Regions from separate parts of the Callithrix jacchus genome. Here region 2 is linked to region 1. A link is a contact called in public Hi-C data. All regions are on one chromosome and are shown on one strand. The core of a region is the stretch at or near the end of the contact, and the rest is flanking DNA. Distances in the headings are between cores, read along the strand shown.

Region 1 (4,315 bases), core at 79-2,578:
AGCAGCTTCATTCACTGAGACTTTTGTGTTCCTGGCCCTAGGCTAAGTATTATCCTGTATGATCACTCTTAAGTCTACCAACAATCTTTAAAGTAGGTGTTATTATCCCTGTTTTACAGATGAAACGAAACGAGGTACTGACAGTAACCTGCCTAGGATTTTACAATTAATAGATTGGCATGGTTAGGTTTTGAGCCCAAGTCTCTTCTGACCCAAAAGCCCTAACTCTTTATTGCTGTTCTTTATAGAGCAGGAATAAGACAATAACCACTTCTTGCAGAGCAATTACTATATTCTAGGCACGGGGCACCGTTCTCCAAACCAGTCTCAGCGGCAGGTTTGCCACTTACCCGTTATGTGACCTCAGCAAGTTTCCTAACCTCTTTTTTTTTTTTTTTTTTTTTGAGACGGAGTTTCGCTCTCGTTACCCAGACTGGAGTGCAATGGCGCGATCTCGGCTCACCGCAACCTCCGCCTCCTGGGTTCAGGCAATTCTCCCGCCTCAGCCTCCTGAGTAGCTGGGATTACAGGCACGCGCCACCATGCCCAGCTAATTTTTGTATTTTTAGTAAAGCCGGGGTTTCACCACGTTGACCAGGATGGTCTTGATCTCTTGACCTCATGATCCACCCGCCTCGGCCTCCCAAGGGGCTGGGATTATAGGTGTGAGCCACCGCGCCCGGCCTCCTAACCTCTTTTTGACTCAATTTCCCTGTCTGCAAAATGAGGCTAAAAATATGGTTGCCGTGGGCCGGGCGCGGTGGCTCACACCTGTAATCCCAGCATTTTGGGAGGCCGAGGCGGGCAGATCACCTGAGGTCGGGAGTTCCAGACCAGCCAGACCAACGTGGTGAAACCCTGTCTCTAAAAATACAAAATTAGCCGAGCGTGCCGGTAATCCCAGCTATTCAGGAGGCTGAGGCAGGAAAATCACTTGAACCCGGGAAGCGGAGGATGCGGTGAGCCAAGATCGCTCCATTGTACACCAGCCTGGGCAACAAGTGCGAAACTCCGTCTCAAAAAAAAAAAAAAAAAATGGGTGTCGTGAAGAGTAAACGAATTAACATACGTAAAGCCGGTACACGTTCATCCGTGAAGTTGTTGCCGTTGTTTTTTAACCACCATCTCCATTTCACAGGTAAGGACCCTAGCCTTGGAGAGGTGAAGCAGTCAATTCGTCCAGCTTGCCCGGTGCACACCCTGCCGCAGAGACCCGCTCAGAAGTCGTGCGGGGTGGGGGCCCGCCGGTAGGTGAACTGCACTTGGCAGGTGGGAGGCGAGCTTCTCCGGGGTCGCCGCAGAACGCGCCGCAGCCGGGGAGGCCGCGCATGGTTATCGGCTGCCACGCAAGGCTGGAGGTCCGCCCGCTCCGGATGTGCGCGCAGTGTGAGGACCTGGGCGTGCGGGGGGGATCCCACTGGGGCCCCTCAGAAGCACTTAGTGGGGGACACCTGTTCGGGACACCCGTGGGCGGGGCACGACTGCCCCACGGGAGCCCCCCGCCCTGGCCGGCGCGCACACACTCACAGCCCCCCAAGGCGCGGGGGCCGCCCGGCCTCCCGCCCGCGGCGCTCCAGGGCGGAGTTTCCTCCTCTGCTCATTGTTCACGGCCCAGCGCCCGCCCAGCCCCGGCCCCGCCCGGCCCGGCCGCTGCCGCGGCGGGCGGGCTTCTGGAAGAGAGGGAGGGGAAGAGAGAGGGGGAGGGGGAGGGCGAGAGGGAGGCCGAGAGGGAGGGGGAGGGGGAGGGGGAGGGGGAGGGGGAGGGGGAGGGACGGGGGCGGGGGCCGGCGCGGACGGGACGAGCCGGGAGTAGCCCCAGCCGCCAGTGGGGCCGCAGCCGCGCAGACGCCGCCCAGGACGCAGCCGCCGCCGCCGCTCCTCTGCCGCTGGCTGTGCGCCCCAGCTTGGCTCTGCGGCAGCAGCAGGGAGGAAGGGCCGCCGCAGCGCGACTCCGGAGCCCCAGGCCACCGCCGGGCCGCGGGAGCCACCCACAGGCCTCCCTGAGCGGCACCCACGCTCCCACCACCCGGACGCGCGGACCCTCCGCTCACCCCGCAGCCACCTGCTCCTGGCCTCGAGGCGAGACACGATGCGCTGTGCGCTGGTGCTCTCGGCGCTGCTGTTGCTGCTGCTGCCGCCGCCGCCGGCGCTGTCTCTCTCCCAGAATTGTGAGTGGCCTGCCCCGGCTCTGCCGGGACCCCTACTGTGTCCTCGCGTCCCCTGCCCAGCCGCGCTGTAGGGAAGCCCAGCGCGCCGCGTGGTCCGACCCGGAGCAGCCCTGCTACCCCCGGGTCCACACACGGGGCCCTGACCTTGCACTATCCACGCCCCCTCCAAACTCCACAACGCGGCAGGTGCAGGGCGCGAGCGTGGATTCGTCTCCAGTATCCACACTGGAGGAGTAGGCGGTGGATTCGGCTCGGGCAGACAGGGGCGCGCCGGTGCTAAGTGGGTTTGCTGGGAAAGAAAAGGGAAACAGGGCACCACGAGGCTTCACGCTTTTGCGGGACCCTCGGCGTCTGAATATACCTTTGCTTCGTGTTGGAGGGAATGAGGGGCCGTATTGTGTATCCGTTAATTCCAGGCAAAGCGGCAGGCGAGAAGCTCCCGGGGAAGTCCCTGAAGCAGGTGACAAGCCTCCAGATACGGCCTACGCGGGCAATGTGCTTACCCGTTTGCAGAGAGGTTTTTCCAAGCCATATGTGCAGGCTCAACCCCCTGAGTCCGTGCTGGGGCAGGTAGAGGGACGTAAGGGGACCTTCCACAGCCCCAGAGTCACTTGGTTGACTGGGGGTTCTACCTCCGTGTCGCCAAAGCAATCCCTTCTTAGGTCGTGGCCACGATGGTGAGACCCCCCCCCAACCCTCTTGTGCAAACGGGAACTTCTCTCTCCTAGAAGAGGATGGGGCTGCATTTTAGACCCACCTTAGAAACTGCACGTGTCTCTCATGTCTTTCTGAGCTGCACCTCAGAAACATACCCTCCCTGTTTCTTCTCAAGGCGAAATGTTACTCCTTCTCTTTGTGGGGATAGGCAATGGCTGCAAACTCAACCAGAGCAGGTGTCACTAAGCCCCTAGGAACTGCAGGAGTCGGCCCAGCCCCGGGAGAGAGAAGCATTTCTCATTCTCTCTTGCCCACCTGAGCATGTGTCTGCAGGAAGAAAGAGCGGAGGTGGTGTTCTCACCCTAGGGCCAGGAGGACTGTGGGATGCACAGACAGGGAAGGGACTGCCACAAGCAGGTGCTGGCAGTTTGGGACTGGACTCTAAGGGGCCAGGGGAGATGGGAGGGCAGCACAGTCTCTCCTCTGCACCATAGGAAACCTTTAGTAGTGGGCAGGGGCTGGCACTCAGGGAGCAGGCAGGCTTGGACATCCTCCCGTGGCTGGTGGGAGACTCCACCAGCTTGACTAGGACAGGGAAGGGCACTCTGGCAGGGGAAGGGTGTGTGTGCCTGGAAGAGGGGCTGCAGTGTGAGGGACAGTCAGAACAGCTTTCAGGGTGGCAGTCATGGAAGAGCCGCACGACATGCAGGGTTGAGATGACATCGGAGTGTGGTGACACTCCGATGGTACTCTGAGGACAGCTGGACTTCAGGGTGGGCCTTCACATGACCCTTTTGTTGGGAAGCCTCTTAGAACTACCCAGAAGGGCATTGGGCTGTGTCAGGAAAGAGGGGTTACTCCCTAGTGCTCCTGAGCTTAAGGAGTCTGAGCCACCCTTTCTTTGAGGAGTGGGAGGTGCTGTGAGACCAGACCCTCACTGTTCTGCCCTAAAAGGCAATGTTCCTAAGCCAACAGTGGGCAAAACGTCGACTCTAGCTCACTGCTGGCTTCAAGGATGGGACTCTTTCCTGGCACCTGGGCACTGCCAGAAACCATGTCACTTCCATGAAGCACCACTTCTAGCCTAGCACAGGGCATGCATATGGTACAAGCTTGGTATGTGGCAAACAAAAATGACCATGCAGTGCCTGCCCTAACCAGCAAGTAACTTGGCCTAGCCAAGCACCGCACTTATTCCAACATGCAGCACTGTCGGGAAGCATTTAGAAAAGTGCTAAGTTGGGGGTGGGGGACGATGATGATGGTGATGATTTGCATATATTGAGGCTAGAAAAGGTGGGTGGGGGGGTGCGTGGCAAACTTGGTCTACTCAGTAGGTATGGTGCATTTTACACTATCCTCTAGGGACTCAGTAAGGCCAGTTTCATCTTCTGTCCTTTTTTGTTTTTTTTTTTTGACACAGAGTCTTGCTCTGTCACCCAGGCTGGAGCACAGTGGCGCCATCTTTGCTCACTGCAACCTCTGGCTTC
Region 2 (4,823 bases), core at 2,190-4,689, 57 kb after region 1:
GCTGGGGCTGAAGAGAGGCAGGTTCCAGCAGAGGAACGGTGTCCACCCGACCTCAGCTGGAGGGCAGCCCACAGGCCTAGGCTGCTGTCACACTGCCCGCGGAGTCACCTATGCTCTCCCCACCGTAGGCAGGGGGCCCTCCAGATGAGAAACTGGTCACGCTGATATGCCGAGCAGTCAAAGCCACCTTCAACCCGGCCCAAGATGAGTGCAGCATACGGCTGGCACCTGTTCTAGGAAGTCAGGCAGTGGCTGTCAAAGAAATAACTATTCACAGTGAGTGGAAGGCAAGGGGGGGCTGGGCTGAGGCCTCTGTGGGTGGAAATGGGGGGTGCAGGAGCCACATCAGGGGCTGGGTCACAGTGGTGCCCCTTCAGTTTGCTAAGAACGGTCAAGCCACACCCCCTCCCAGGTTGCCCAAGAGACTTACTCTGGAGACCCAGATACAGTGCGTCCCTATCTTGGGGCACAGTCTCTGTCCCCCACTGCCTCGCTTTGGGCTGGGCCATTGGGCAGCGTCTCCTTCCTCTCCCACAGCTAAGCTCCCTCCCAAGGATGTGTACGAGCGGCTGAAGGACAAATGGGATGAACTAAAGGAGGTAAGCCACTCCAGGTGTGGGGACAGTGTGGCTCAGAAATCCCTTGTGGGAGGTCTGGTTACTGAGCCCCCGTTCCTCTCTCCATGGGGAGGAACCCCTCACGTGCTTGCATGGAGGAAAGGGCAGCTGCACGAGCCCCAGCAGATGGGCTCTCCAGTGAAGTGGGGTGGAGTGGGGGGTGGGGTGGAGAAAGAAGGGGGTGCCTAAGCCTGTTTTCTGCCACCCTCTTCTGCAGGCAGGGGTCAGTCATATGCAGCTGGGGGATCAGGGGCCACCAGAAGAGGCCGAGGACCGCTTCAGCATGCCTCTTATTATCACCATCGTCTGCATGGCATCCTTCCTGCTCCTCGTGGCAGCCCTCTATGGCTGCTGCCACCAGCGTCTCTCCCAGAGGAAGGACCAGGTAAGCAACTGTCTACACCCATGTAGGGGAAGCAGCCCAGGTCACCAGAGGAACTCTCCCCTCACGATTCCTGAGTTGCAGAAGAGCGAAGGGAGTGGGCCCTGGACCCTTTCTAATGGGCAGAGGCCACCCATGATAGGCAGCCACCTCGGTCCACAGAACATTACAGAGGCAGCGTGGCAGAAGACAGAGCATGGGCTTTGGAGTCAGGAAGACTTATTTATTTTTTATTATTTTTTCAGACAGGGTCTTGCTCCTCATCCAGGCTGCAGTGCAGTAGCATGATCTCTGCTCACTGCAACCTCTGCGTCTTGGGTTCAAGGGATTCTTCTGCTTCAGCCTCCCCAGTAGCTGGGATTACAGGCATGCACCACCATGCCCACCTAATTTTTGTATTTTTAGTAGAGCTGGGGTTTCAGCATGTTGGCCAGGCTGGTCTCAAACTCCTGACCTCAAGCAGTCTACCTGCCTCAGCCTCCCAAAATGCTGAGATTACAGGTGTGAGCCACCACACGCAGACTGCAGTCAGGGAGACTTGGTTTTGGTCCTGGCTCTGACTCTGAGTCAGATGAGCTCTGAGCAGCAGGTTCCTCATCTGCATGGCAGGAATAACCTCCTTGTGGAGCTGCTCTGAGGATTCACTGATAGAAGCAGGCCTAGGTGTTCCTAACCCCAAATTCTAACGCCTACCTCATTAGAATTCCCACCATGATGGTGCCATGCAGACTTGTGGTTCTCACTCATCCTGCCCAATGTGGGGAACTTTAAAATGCCCATGCCTGACTGCCTCCTATAGCAATTCATACAGAGTCTCTGAGTCCATCACTGTAGTTGTTAAAAAGCTCCCCAGGTGATTCTAGCATGCACTCAAGGTTGTGTCTGAGAGGGACAGAAAGTGCTTCTGCTGCTAGATGGCTGCTATCTGCCGCAGGGATGGTTCTAGAGACACCGTGCCCATCCTGCCTAGGTTGAGAGAGGGCTCAGTCAACCAGCCTGAGAGGTCATTTTAAAATAGTGTTTCCCCATTCATTACAATAGGTGATGTAGGTGCCCGGAGAGGTGGTTTTGGGGAAAGGAATGAAAGGGAGGAAAGAGCTTAGTGGACTCTGGAGAACAAAGTCCATCTTCACTCACTTCATAGGTCTGCCACCAAGGCGAGGGTGAGGGGCAAGTCTTTGTTCCAAACTAGTTCCAGGCAAGCTGAGAGCCAGAATGGCCACCAGGAGCAGCCAGCCCCACAGGGGAGCAATGAGAGCCTGCTTTAGCCACAGTGGGGCTCCGGGGTGGGAGGGGTACCTGTGCTATATTAAGCTCTGAACTCTGAAATCCCCTTCTCACTGGCTCATCTTTCCCACTCTAGCAACGACTAACAGAGGAGCTGCAGACGGTGGAGAATGGTTACCATGACAACCCCACACTGGAAGTGATGGAGACCTCTTCTGAGATGCAGGAGAAAAAGGTGGTCAGCCTCAATGGGGAGCTGGGGGACAGCTGGATCGTCCCTCTGGACAACCTGACCAAGGACGACCTGGATGAGGAGGAAGACACCCATCTCTAGTCCAGTCTAATGGCGGCCTCCAGCAGCACCACAGAGCTCCAGACCAACCACCCCAAGTGCCGTTTGGACGGGGAAGGGAAAGACTGGGGAGGGAGAGTGAACTCTGAGGGGTGCCCCTCCCAATCCCTCCAGAGCCTTAAATTTTCTTTTGAGCTGAACAAATCACATTCTATCCAGATTCTCTTGTAAAATACCCAATAGTGCCTGAGCTCAGTGCTGCTGGATGATGAGGGAAATCAAGAAAAAGCCACGTATAAGGGACTTTAAGAGATCAACTAGTGGAATCCCTTCATTCCGCAGCGGGATTACTGAGACCTGAAGAGGGTAAGTGATTTGTCCAAGGTCAGAGCCACTTGGTGACAGAGTCAGGACGAAAACAAAGATTCCATTTGCACCACGCCACACTGCCGTGTTCACGTGTGTCCTCCCGCCAGAGCTGTCCCGGGCAGGAGTGAAACTCTAGCAGCTGGGTGGTCTGGAAAGGAGGGCAGGGCTCCATCTTGGCTCAGTGGGATCTGACAGCTTGACAGTCCAGCTCCTAAGTTTTCCTTCTCCTACCCCAGCCTCATGTACCCATTTTCCCACCCTGTGTTCTTCCCCCTCCCTATGCTCGCTGTTTGTTCCCACTTACTCTGTCCTATGGCCTCTGGGATTAGCACAGGTTATTCATAACTTTGAACCCCTTGTTCTGGATTCTGATTTTCTCACATGTGCTTTGTGAGATTGGGGCTTAACCCACACAGGACTCCCTGCATGAACCAGGTCTGCTTTGGGGACCCATGTGCAGGTCCTCTAGAAGGAGACGCTCTTCAGGCTGGTGTCTCAGGGCAGCTGATTATGGGGTCAGCAGGAACACTGGCCCATCGCCCCGGTCCTCCTTGCAGAGGCTCCCCACAATCTTCTTTGGCCTTCCATTTTCACCATGGACTAAAATCTGCTGTAGCTACTGAAAGCAGTGTTCCTTTTGTTGTTCACTGCTCAGCTGATGGGAGTGATTCCCTGAGACCCAGTGTAAAAGAGCAGTGGCTGTGGGAGAGGCCTTCCTGCCCCTGCCCCCTCCCTCAGCGATGTGTTTTCAGAGACAATCCATTAAAGCAACCAGGAAGGACAGGCTTTCCTCTTTATTTCATAGGAAACTCAGGGACATTTCAAGTTGTGGAGAGTTTGTTTTCTAACCCAGCCCTCCACTGCCAAAGGCCAAAGCTTAGACAGTTGTGGACATCCAGTTAGCTCATCTCGCACATTCTGGTTCTCCTGTGCCACAGGGAACGAGGGAGATGCATGAAGAGCAGCCTGGGGGACGGACTGTTCTGGGAACTCTCAGTGTCCTGGCTTGGAGCTAGGCCTTGCTGTTTTCTCTGTGGTCCTAGTGGGGCTGCTGTAGTTCTCTTGCAGTTTCTGGTGGCATCTCGGAGAAGCACAAAGCCATGTCTTTTCCCTAATGTAAGATTTTTACAGGCTCAGCAGTTAGTTGCCATGTAGAAGGCTCCTAAGCAGTGGGCATGGTGAGGTTTCGTCTAACTGAGAAGGGGGAATCCTGTATGGAATTTTGAACTTTCACCATGGTCTCCATTATGCTGGGTGTAAATTCCCTGGGACCAAGTAGAAAAATGGGCAGAACTACTTAGGGGAATGAAAACTGCCATTTTTCCAAGGTCTTAAGCGTCAGGCCCAGGCTGTAGTGGTTCTATGAAATAGGTTATCTGCTTAGGGATGGCTTATTTTTTGAAAGGGTAGGGGGAGGGACTGGGGAAGATTCTTGCCCCACTCCATCTGCCTAATTCCTTCCTTATAGCCTGTAGCCATCTGATATCCTAGAGGAAAGGAAGGCCAAGGGTTCACATAGGGCCCAAGTGAGTTTCCCAGGAGTTAGGGGGATGCGAGGCTAACAAGGTCCCAACACATCTGCCCTGATTCTCTAGTGTTTGGCCTTGGGCAGGATGGAGAACAGTGCCCATTTGGGGGAAAACAGGAAATCTTGTAAGGCTTGATGAGGTGTTTGCTTCCTTTCTTCTTGCCCAGCAATGGGTTCCTTCCACCCAGTAGGTTTCTGTCGTGGTCCCCGTGGGAGAGGCCAGACTAGACTATTCCTCCTTTGCTGACACGGGGTCACAGTTCCCCAGCCAGGGCTTTTGACAGAGACAGCAAATAGGCCTCTGCAAATTGATCAAAGGCTGCAACCCTAAGGCCTCTTGGAGACAGATGACTGGCAAGGACTAGACAGCAGTTGTGCCTGGTCAGGTCAGCCACAGTTCCCGACTCT

The links. Hi-C and Micro-C count contacts between places; a contact is called where the count stands out from the background.
Region 2: a contact with region 1 is called in a Hi-C map of skeletal muscle, with 4 times the contacts expected there. The contact joins the enhancer-like site here to the promoter of PODXL in region 1. A contact is called at or near these places in 2 of 3 Hi-C or Micro-C datasets (induced pluripotent stem cells and skeletal muscle).

Annotation. Positions count from the first base shown.
Region 1 is chr11:115,651,860-115,656,174 of calJac240_pri, forward strand. PODXL (podocalyxin like) reads left to right here and starts at 1,329. Exons shown (of 9, transcript XM_002752001.5): 1 at 1,329-1,721; 2 at 1,814-2,168. The coding sequence starts at 1,329.
Region 2 is chr11:115,706,367-115,711,189 of calJac240_pri, forward strand. PODXL (podocalyxin like) reads left to right here. Exons shown (of 9, transcript XM_002752001.5): 6 at 129-276; 7 at 538-599; 8 at 835-1,002; 9 at 2,363-4,823. The coding sequence ends at 2,560. Among named protein-coding and RNA genes, the nearest start is that of PODXL, 56 kb to the left of the region's middle. Within about 2 kb of position 3,440, at least 3 of the 16 cell types and tissues checked have an H3K27ac peak or open chromatin away from gene starts, as enhancers often do.